2 separate regions of the Sus scrofa genome follow, and region 1 is linked to region 2. The links are chromatin contacts, called in public Hi-C maps. All regions are on one chromosome and are shown on one strand. The core of a region is the stretch at or near the end of the contact, and the rest is flanking DNA. Distances in the headings are between cores, read along the strand shown. Region 1 has its middle 41 kb from the start of SELENOF. Region 2 overlaps HS2ST1 (heparan sulfate 2-O-sulfotransferase 1).

Region 1 (4,871 bases), core at 21-2,520, 68 kb before region 2:
CCCTCCTACCTGTTTCGTTGTGGATTTTTTTCCTCATATCTTCAGTTGTGGAAGATCGTTGCTGCTGCTCTTCAGGTTGTCCTCGGAGACACTGTAAGTAGCTGTAGTCGTGGCGATTCCGTGGGGGGCCCGGAGTGCTGGGTCTTCCTGCTTTGGCCACATTGAGCGCCTTCTCCAGGAGGACGCTCAAAGAAGGGCCTCTTTACAGCAATGGCCTCATAAAGCAGCCACAACCTCATTGCAACAAGATTCCAAGGGGTGGTGACGTACCCCAGGGTAGCGAGCCAGCACTGCTCCTAGATGGGAGTGGGGCAGAGGATGGAGCAGCCTCCCAAACAGAGCTGATGGAGGGGACCACGCACTAGCAGCTGTGGCTTTGAACCTAGCCGCCGAGCCTGAGGCATCATACCCCACGCTCTCTCTTTCATCTTTCATCTGCTATGTTCCTATCGACCAAACCCAATAGGAAGCCAGAGCACAGAGAAGCTCCGGGTGCATCCACCTGGGCAGGTCAGCCTCCCAGGACACAGACAGGGAGAGAGGTCCAGGAACAAGCACAGATATTGACAGAGCCTCAGGGTCATCTAGTCCCAAGGTTAATTTTTTTCCCCACAGCAGAAAGCTTTACTCTTTGTACATTAGACTTACGAAGGAGCCCAGTGGCAAGCAGGAAAGATGACGCGATTGGATGAATGGGGGGAGAGCAGCACTTGCAGGGTTCCCCCCGCTCCCTGGCAAACTCGAAGGCATGGACACGGAGCCCCCTCTGCTAGTGGGGTAGTTTGAACTGTTAAAGTTACAGATGAAGAAACAGATTCCAAACAGTGATTAAGTAACTTACTAAAAGTCACCCAGTGAGTCAGCTGCATGTCACCAGCGGGTCACCAGTTCACTGACGAGCACCATTCAGGCGCCAGGGCTGTGGTAGGGAATTCCCAGAAATGAGGCTGAGGCAGCGCAGTTCGAGGTGACAGTCCGGCAGCTCTCGGTCCCGATCCTGGCCGTGGACTTAAGACCAAGCTATTCTGTCTCTCATCCTTATTCACCTCATTAGTAAATTGGAAATAAAAATGCCTAACGTTTACAGCTGTTGGAGGATAAAGAGGTAATATTTATTTGGTACTTAGTACCTTATCTGGCACTGAAACCTCATCAGCAAACACCCTTTAAAGGGTCTCTGAAATTGCACAGGGGCTCGTCAGCATCCCTTGAGACGATGCAACCACAAGGAGGAGGAGGGAGCGGTCTTACAGGGGACATTTGTGGATGTTGCCTTTCCGGCCTTCCTTCCCCTTGGACAGCTCCTCCCTGTTCCCAGGCCGTGTTGCTTGGGGCGGCTGGTCCAACCTCAGCACCAGGATGCTGTGCCCCCGGCCTAAGCGCCTCAGTGAAGATCCAACTTCATAGCCAAGAGGCACCGATCCGAGGACGGGTACCTCAACCAAGCTGTCAGTTTAGAGTAAACCCTCGGATTTTGGCAAGAGCTGGAGACGCATGTGAAGCCGTCTTAGAGCAGAACCGAGGGCAAGAGCTTAGCGAATCCTGGTGACATACCTGAGCCCTGAGGTCTAGGAAGAGCCACCTAATAATACTTTAGGCTTGGCTGACCATGTGGCCTCTCTTGCAAGCACGCAGTGCTGCCCTGGTCGCCTGAAAGCAGCCATGGACAACACGTGAAAGAGTGAGGGCTGCTGTGCGCCCGTGAAACGCCACAAACACAGGCACCGAGACGCAGCTGGCCGGCTCCTGCTCCAGACGCACCTGCAGCCACACAGCCTTAGGGCTCCTCGGTGAGGTTTGCTGTTCAATTCGCGGTTTGCCTTTGGCTGCGTTCTGCTGCGTGCATGACACGGCAAGAGTCCTGACACAGGCTTCCCTTTGATGAAACATGACCCTTCTTCGTCTAGAGGGTCACAGGTGGCCTCCTGGCTGAGACGCTGGACATCTCAGTCCTTGAATAGAGGCTTTTGGGGGAGAAACATGCCCTTTCCAAGTCCATTCCGGTGCTGGTTGTTTGTCCCAGAAGTTGGGTTTTACCTGGTGTTTCTCTGCTCCTTGTCGCGGAGGAGGAGCAAGCGGCCGTGTGGGCCTCTGCCTTGGAGCGCATGGCCCACGAGAGACCAGATGCTCCCGTGGGTGATGGAGGGGAAACGACCTCAGACGATGCCAACTGCAAACCCTTCCGAGCCCTGCTTCCTCCACGTGCAAAGGGGAGCAGGGTGTGTCGCGTGGGGGGACGGGAGGAAGGGGGCCTTCAGCAAACTCAGGCCCACATTTACCACCTTCTCGGAAAGGACTTTGCTCGAAGGAGGATCGCGTGCTTCTGGGATCAGGGCTTCCAGTTCTTTTCTGACCAATGTTTTGCTTTTACTCAGGCTGTCCTGGAATTAAGCTGATTTATTTGAAGGCTGAGCTGCAGTCCTGATCTCAGAATACTGAGGGGCTCCTGCTGGCTGGTTGCAGATAAAGGGCCTGCGGAAGGAGCTGGGGTCTCTGGCCCGCAGGTCAGGAGCAGCCAGGAGCTGAACGGTGGACTGCATCTCCTCTGGAGAAGAGAAGGGACAGCGCGGGGTGAGATGCAAACGCTACCTGGTGCCCCAGACCTGAGTTGCCCTCCCTGTTAGAAAGAAGGAGATGATTTTAGTCAGACTGGGCTTCTTGTCACGAAGTGTCACGACTGGGTGGCTGAAAAACACAGGTTTGTTTATGACAGTTCTGCAGCCTGGGAAGTCCAAGGTCCCCAGATCTGGCCCCGGCTCGCCGAGGGCCATGTGCTGGTGGTGTCCTCCCGTGGTTGAGGGATCAGCTCTCTTGCGTCCCTCTCTTTTTTCCCCTTTTTTAGGGCCGAAGGTGCAGCATATGGAGGTTCCCAGGCTAGGGGTCAAATCGGAGCTGTACTGGCCAGCCTACACCGCAGCCACAGCAACACGGATCCTTAACCCACGGAGCAGGGCCAGGGGCCGAACCTGCGTCCTCATAGATACTAGCCAAGTTCTTTACCCACTGAGCTACAACAGGAACTCCCTTGGGTCTCTCTTTTTTTAAAGAGCAATTTGAACCGCTTATTCTTTTTGCTTTGTGGTTTTCGTCTTAGGTGGGAGTACAGTCGACTTGCAGTGTTGCGGTGCGGGTGCATAGGAAGGAGAGGCAGTTATACCCACAGGTATCTCCACGCTCATTCAACTCCTTTTCCCATCTGGTTATGACGGAGTATTGAGCAGAGGTCCCTGTGCGACAGGGAGGGGAGGGCTCCGTGCTTCAGGGAGGGGGCTGATGAGACGGCATTCAACCCTTTCATCTGGGCGTGCAGAGGGCTGGGGGATGGAGGCTGAGGGTGGCACGCTGGTGGGAAGCCTGAGCCTTGGCCTTGGCTTCTTCCTGAGCCTCTTTGTGTCTGGCACCTTGGCAGCCTGGATCCTCTCTCATTCCACGCTGAGGGCAAGGGCAGCTTCACTTGTTCAGAACTTGGCAAAATGAGGATCAGTGATTCTTGAGCCAAACGGAACCGGCCCTCGTGAGCGCATCATGGATAATAAGCAGCTGGATTTTTTCATCCCTGCCCCCAAGAGCGATTCCTCTGGTATAGCAGTAGTAGCTTCAGCGGGCATGAACATGGCTGTGTGAGATCATGCACCTTTGCCAGAACTTTCTCAAGAAAATACTTTTTTTTGCTTTTTCAGGGCCACACACACGGATATGAAGGTTCCCAAGCTAGGGGCTGAATCAGAGCTGTAGCTGCTGGCCTACACCACGGCCACAGCAGCTTGGGATCTGAGCCACATCTGCGACCTACACCACAGGTCAGACCTACATCACAGCAACACTGGATCCTTAACCTGCTGAGTGAGGCCAGGGACCGAACCCACATCCTCATGGATCCTAGTCAGGTTCGTGAACTGCTGAGCCACGAAGGGACCTCCTCCACTGTTTTTAAAAATGTCTCCTGAGTGGACAAGAAAATGTACCTTCAGATGTACGGTTTTCATTCGGATTCTTCTGTAAAACAAGTTTCCTGATAGAAAAACGACCTTCAGTGAGAAAAGATGGTAAAGAAATACCTATTTGAGGTGCTAAGCCCAGGAGAAGAGGCTGCTCCACGACTTCCCGGGCAGCAGAGAAAGTACCATCGGCGAGTGGAAAGGGCGCCGTGTGAGTTCTGCACGGGGGTCCCATGTGAGGGTTAAAATCCACTCCGGGTGGGTTTCTCGGGTGGGAGGGAACCTCGGGACGCACGGGTGATGCCTCTGGGAGAAAACAGAAAGGGGCCTTTTGGAAATCTAAGCTTTAAACGACATCACCGCCACTTAATACTGTTTGCACCTGGCAGCAGCAGGAGTGGGTCTCTAGGGACCAGCCCGTTGTGCAGATTAAAAGCGCAGCAGGTCGGGTGACTCACCCCAGGCCCCTGAACTCAAAGTCGGGAGTGATTGTGGTTTGGTTCTGCAGGGTTGAGCGGTTCGCGAGACACCCTGTCGGTGGGTCCCGTCCTCCGAGTCCTGGACAGGACGCCCCGGGGGCTGAGAACAGCGGGTCAGGAGGCGGCCGTGCGGCCCGGGCCCCTTCATGCAAGGGGCTGATGCGCCAAGACGGCGCTAAGACCGCGTCTCGGGTGGGCGCCCCTCCTCGCAGGGGCACGACCCCTCTCTGCCAGAGCGCCCCGCACTCCCTTTATATCTGACCCTGGCGTTACCTGCTCGGCTGGCACCTGCTGCCATTTGAATTGCTGATGCGGGACAGGGGAGGGACAATGGGGGGCCACTTGCCGCATCTGTAGGGAAAGCAGAGGAAGAGTCCTCCCGGAAGGATGGACGGGCGAGAACCAGGGAAAAGGGGTGTGCTGCAGGCCGAAGCTGCCAGAGGCAGAGGTGAAA
Region 2 (4,977 bases), core at 1,285-3,784:
GACCACACTAGAGGTTATTAATTAGTGATAAAACTGATTCTGCATCGAGGTCTCTTTCGTCTTTCTGTCAGGGAGTGTTCTGCACTGATCGTTTAATGACGTCCTTGTTAAAAACATCATAAAAGCTTGAGAACCTGGGCTGTAAGGAGACACACAGGAGTAATTTTCCTTTGTTAAAATCCACTAATGGGTGTCAAACTGTGATTATGGCTTGATGACAAGGGACCAGTGGGTGCCCAGAATTCCGTGTTTATGGGGCTGGGTTGTTGGCACGCATAGGCACCAGCGGCCAGCAGCACTGAGACCAGCCAGCTCTTTTATCCTTAGTAAATTTGCCATCAAAGAAGAGGTCAGTGCCTTTAAATTTTAGATAATGCCTAGAATTCATGTAGACTTGAGTCTGCACTGCCCAGTTAAAATGGGGTACTGTTGATTAAATCGTCTTGTTTCTGTTTGCTCTTCTCTTTGGTTCGCACATGAAGGGCTGAAGCGGTTGCAGCAAAGATCGTGAATCTTTTTAGGGTTCAAAATATGAGTAAAATTATTTCAGAAATCATGAAAATATTTTGCATTTATATATAAGAAAGTCAGCTTTTTGGAGGACTGTATTTCTGGGCACTAACTTAAGTGTTTATTTGTGGGCTACGAAAAAGGGTCCATGTCTGGGCTGTGTTAGAGATTTCTTATTTCAAGGGGAGACCTTCTTCGCCGCATGCCCTCACCCTACCCCGTCCCATTCCCCTGGCTAAGAAGCGAGTTTTTCTTCATGGACCAGGTAAGATTGGGGCAAACACCCTTTCTCTTTATTAATATAAAAAATGTGTTTTTCTAATGGTATCTTGATATTTAGGATTTTTTTAAAATATGGAAGGCGTATTTCCTTGAAGGCTATGGCGAGCCTTTTTCTCCAACATAGATATTCCAGTTCCTAAATCTGCATAGAACCATGAAGAAACTATTTTTAACTTCCCAGGCCTTTTCCTTACATTCATTAACTCACATGCTCGTGAAGGAACTCCTGTGTCTACTGGACGTTCGGCTGCCTTTGCTCTGCTTTCGTTATAAGTTGAGCTTTGAAATGAAGATTTATTCATTTTTCTAATATTCATGCTGTGAGTTTCGACTTTCTGCAGAGCACCTGTTATCTCTTCTAGTCTTCTCAATTTTCTTCGGGGTTTGTTTCCCTTTGAGCACCAGCTGCAAGCACCAGGGGTCTGACCGCCTTTCTGAAAGGAGTTAGTATTTGAAGTTCTCTTGAAGGAGAATGGGATCTGATCAGGGGTTTTAAGAGTGGGGAAGAATTTGACAGGGGAAATTCAGGCGGAGAGTAGGACATGATCAGAGGTATGCAAATGGGGCGCGTGAGGTCTTTTTAACATATGAGATGGGTTATGACATGTTGAAAGTGTACAGTACTCTTAGGAAGTAGGGGCGTACCGTTGGGAAGACAGGGAGCAGAGAGTGGAATGTCATGGATTCCGGGGCATTGAATAATGTTAAATGTTTGCCATGTGTGCACGTCTGTGTTAGGCCCTTGATGAAATGGTCTCTCTTAATTCTTACAAACGGTTCTGTGTCACAGTTGTTATCCTCTGATGGAAGTGGGGCTTAGGGAGGTTACAAAGGTTGAAAAGACCCAAACAGCTAAGAGGTTAGATTTGACCCGTGTCTCTCTTGGACGATGTTGCCGTCTTAGGTCTCCCTAGTTGAGTTGCTGTGCAGGGACCTGTAGATGCTGTACGAGAACTTCTTACGGACTCGGTGATGATTGATTACTGGACCGAGGGAAGAAGCGGCGTTATTAATGTGCTGATAAGCTTCAGAAGAACTTCAAGTAGAAACACAGTGCTACGGGGACAGAACCGACGGCCCAAACGAGTAGAAACGCACTGTTACGGGGACATGAACCGATGGCCCCGAAAGGAAGACTCCATTTGGATAACAAAACACCTTCTTAGTATCCGAGGCTCTGAACGACACTAGAGCGTCTCTGGGACAGAAGCTCGCCCCGGTGCTGTGCTCGGGGCGAACCCATTACTCTGTCTGGGCCGGAGCTGTTTGACAGCTTAGCTCTGGGCCAACAGCATCTGGTTTGAATAATAATACTGCAGCTACCTACCCGCCTCTTGGCTCCTCGACTTTAGACGCTGATTCACCTGAATTTGTTTTCATTGTTTTCTAACCCAGAGATAGCATGGCACGTGTCTGGGAGGAACGTCCAGCTGAATTGCTGTTGCTGCGGCTGCCGTGGTAGATGAATGTCTTCATGGAGCCGAGCAGTTTGCGTAACCGGCAGCATGAGAGGGGAAGGATTTTAGAGCTGAAGGGATCTTCTGACTGTCCAGTAAGGTCTCGTGTGCCGGCAGGGCAGGTGAAGCGTGCAACGAGATGGGGTGGCGGCGGTGACTCATTCGTTTCAGGCTTGCAGAGCTAGGACGAGACCTCTTTGTACCAAACTGCACTGCCTCAGTATTTGGAAGGTGTTACGGGGGCCGGGTGCTAATGGTGGGCCCTCTTACTGTTCACGAGGCCCGGCTCCTGGAGCGGTGGTCTCACTGGGTGAGCCGTAGGTATTGGCTGGGTCTTTCACACAATGCATACATTGACTGCTCTTTGAAAACCACTGGCTGGAGAGCCTGTCACATCAAGGGCTTCTTTAAGCATCAGACATAGGCCCCGTGGCTAGAAACATGCAAAAGGTTTTGGAAGCCAGTATCCAGAAAACAGGTAGCTTAGTAGTCTAGTTAATGATTGCATCGCAGAGGGATGCCAGGAAGGTATCCTTTCCGCTGCTCACAAAGGACCTGGGATTGGATGACCACTTACGTTCTCAAAACCCAAGTAAACAGTGAAACGTGGGAGAGCTCGGATTTTTTCCACCTGACTTTTTGGTTTTGGCTGTACCCTCAGCATATCCAAGTGCCCGGGCCAGGGATCGAATCCGAGCTGCAGCTGCAGTCGGTGGTGCAGCTGCAGTGCTGGATCCTTAACCGCTGCCCTGGCTGGGGATCGAACCCATGCCTCAGCAAGGACCCGAGCCACTGCAGAGACAACCTGGATCCTTAACCCACTGTGCCACAGTGGGAACTCCCACCACACAGTTATTCTTACGGATATACAAATTCTGAGATTTTATTGCAAACCAGTGAATTAGCCTGTTTTAGTTGCATGGACGCCAGTAAGAAGACATGAGTATCAGCATTTTTGCGTCAGTTTCCTGAGCTCCACCTACCATCGGTGACCTGAAGTGGGCTGGATGACACTGCACACAGAGAGCAGCCCTGAGTTTAGGGAGCACAAATGTTTGCTTTAGAGGGAGGCTCTGGCTCTGTCCTCCAAGGTCACTGTTTTGCAAGCACCTGGAGCAAAGAGCGGACTTCTGCTTTCAGGGCACGCAGAGCTATGAGACCAGCACAGAACCGTCTCTGCAAAGATGTCTTAATATATGTATTCACACATACCCACTCTGACAAGATCCCTCTGTAGAAAGCTTTATATAATGGTGTATATGTATATATAAAATTCCTTGAAATCTCCGTTGATAAGAATTGGGCAGGGAGAGGGCTTGAGCAGCCACTGTTTTGGGTTATTAACTGAGTGGGTTTCTCGCTTTAAGAAATAAATATGCAAGTGATAATTTCCTTTTGTGGAAATTCAGAATTAAAAATTTTCCTTTTGAATCAAGGTTGTCCCACATTCAGAGAAAAGTAGGCCAATAGAGAATCTTCAGGAAAAGCCAGGATTCTTCCAAAGCAACAATTTCTTTGTCTGGTTTAGTGTTAAAAAGGAATCAGTTGAGTCCTCAAAGTTCTTTACAACATAGATGCCTAGACCCGTTTCGCTGGAAGATAGCGTCAAACAAGTGTTCCCCGTGGGCCATTGTGGCTGTGGAAAAACACCGGTAATGCGCCCATAAAAGTCTGGTTTCGAGCAGCGTAAACCTGCTAGAAGGAGCTGATGGTAAAGGAACTTTCCCTTCAGATTATCTCCTCGTGATGCCTTTACTTCCAGTCAGTGTCTGTGATGGGACTTTTTGCTCTGCTGTCTAGAGTTATGATTTTTTTTTTTTTAAGCAAAATCTGTCATTTAGGTGGAAAGGATTGGTGTCTTTACGGGGCACCGCTAAGAAGATCTTCCCACCAGGAAAAATACCACTTTTACCCTCTGGCGCTCATCCCCATTGTAGCTATTCTGCATTTAGAGAGGTTTATACTGCTGCGTGATTTCTTCTCTTTGTACTTTGAGTAGTATTTTCTTGTTAGTTACATGCAGAACCTTGCTAGCTGAATTTAAGGGATTAGGAATGTATTCAGAAACTGTAGAATAGGACTTTTCTTCCATCCCTGAATCTTTGGACAATAAAAATGAATTGTATTTAAATTGAAATCATTTACAGTGTATCATTTGAAATTACAGGTGAGTCATGGCTGTGAAAAGGTCTGCCACATTTTGTTCTTTCTGTTACGAAGGGGGAGATAACCTAAATTAGCAAGCGTTGTGGACTACAAGTCGTAAGTGTGTGCAAAGTGAATTTTTAGGTAGTGAGCAAATTATGAGCATCTAGTTTAACTTTTTTGAATAAATTTTGTCATCTTAAAGAGCAGTGAGAGGAGTTCCTGCTGTGGCACAGTGGACTAATGATCCAGCTTGTCTCCGTGTGGTGCCACTTCGGCCCTCAGCTTGGTGCAGTGGGTTAAGGATGCAGGGTTGCCACAGCTGTGGCCTTGGTTGCAGCTGTGGCTTGATTCAGATCCTAGCCTGGAACTTCCATATGCTGCTGGGGTGGCCAAAAAGAAAAAAAAAAAAAAAAAAAGAGCAATGGCAAATTGTTAAAGAAAAAAAAATTCTTGACTTTTATTTAAAATTTTTTATATGGTTTAGATGATTTAACTTGATAATGCGATCCTTACAAAAACCTTATCAGGGTAGGAAATTAATGAATCCGCTCATTTCACAAAGAGGAAAACATGGTTTCCG

Evidence for each region. Hi-C and Micro-C count contacts between places; a contact is called where the count stands out from the background.
Region 1: a contact with region 2 is called in a Hi-C map of liver, with 5 times the contacts expected there. The contact joins two enhancer-like sites. A contact is called at or near these places in 1 of 5 promoter capture datasets (liver), 20 of 47 Hi-C or Micro-C datasets (alveolar macrophages, embryonic fibroblasts, fetal heart ventricle and 9 more) and 2 of 2 datasets of contacts at active chromatin or transcription factors (alveolar macrophages and skeletal muscle).

What each region holds. Positions count from the first base shown.
Region 1 is chr4:129,297,665-129,302,535 of Sscrofa11.1, reverse strand. No RefSeq gene overlaps it. Among named protein-coding and RNA genes, the nearest start is that of SELENOF, 41 kb to the right of the region's middle. Within about 2 kb of position 1,270, at least 11 of the 83 cell types and tissues checked have an H3K27ac peak or open chromatin away from gene starts, as enhancers often do. A contact at or near this core is called in fetal liver and liver, where this site is marked.
Region 2 is chr4:129,230,523-129,235,499 of Sscrofa11.1, reverse strand. The region is part of intron 1 of HS2ST1 (heparan sulfate 2-O-sulfotransferase 1); the gene reads left to right. Among named protein-coding and RNA genes, the nearest start is that of HS2ST1, 25 kb to the left of the region's middle. Within about 2 kb of position 2,534, at least 2 of the 83 cell types and tissues checked have an H3K27ac peak or open chromatin away from gene starts, as enhancers often do. A contact at or near this core is called in fetal liver and liver, where this site is marked.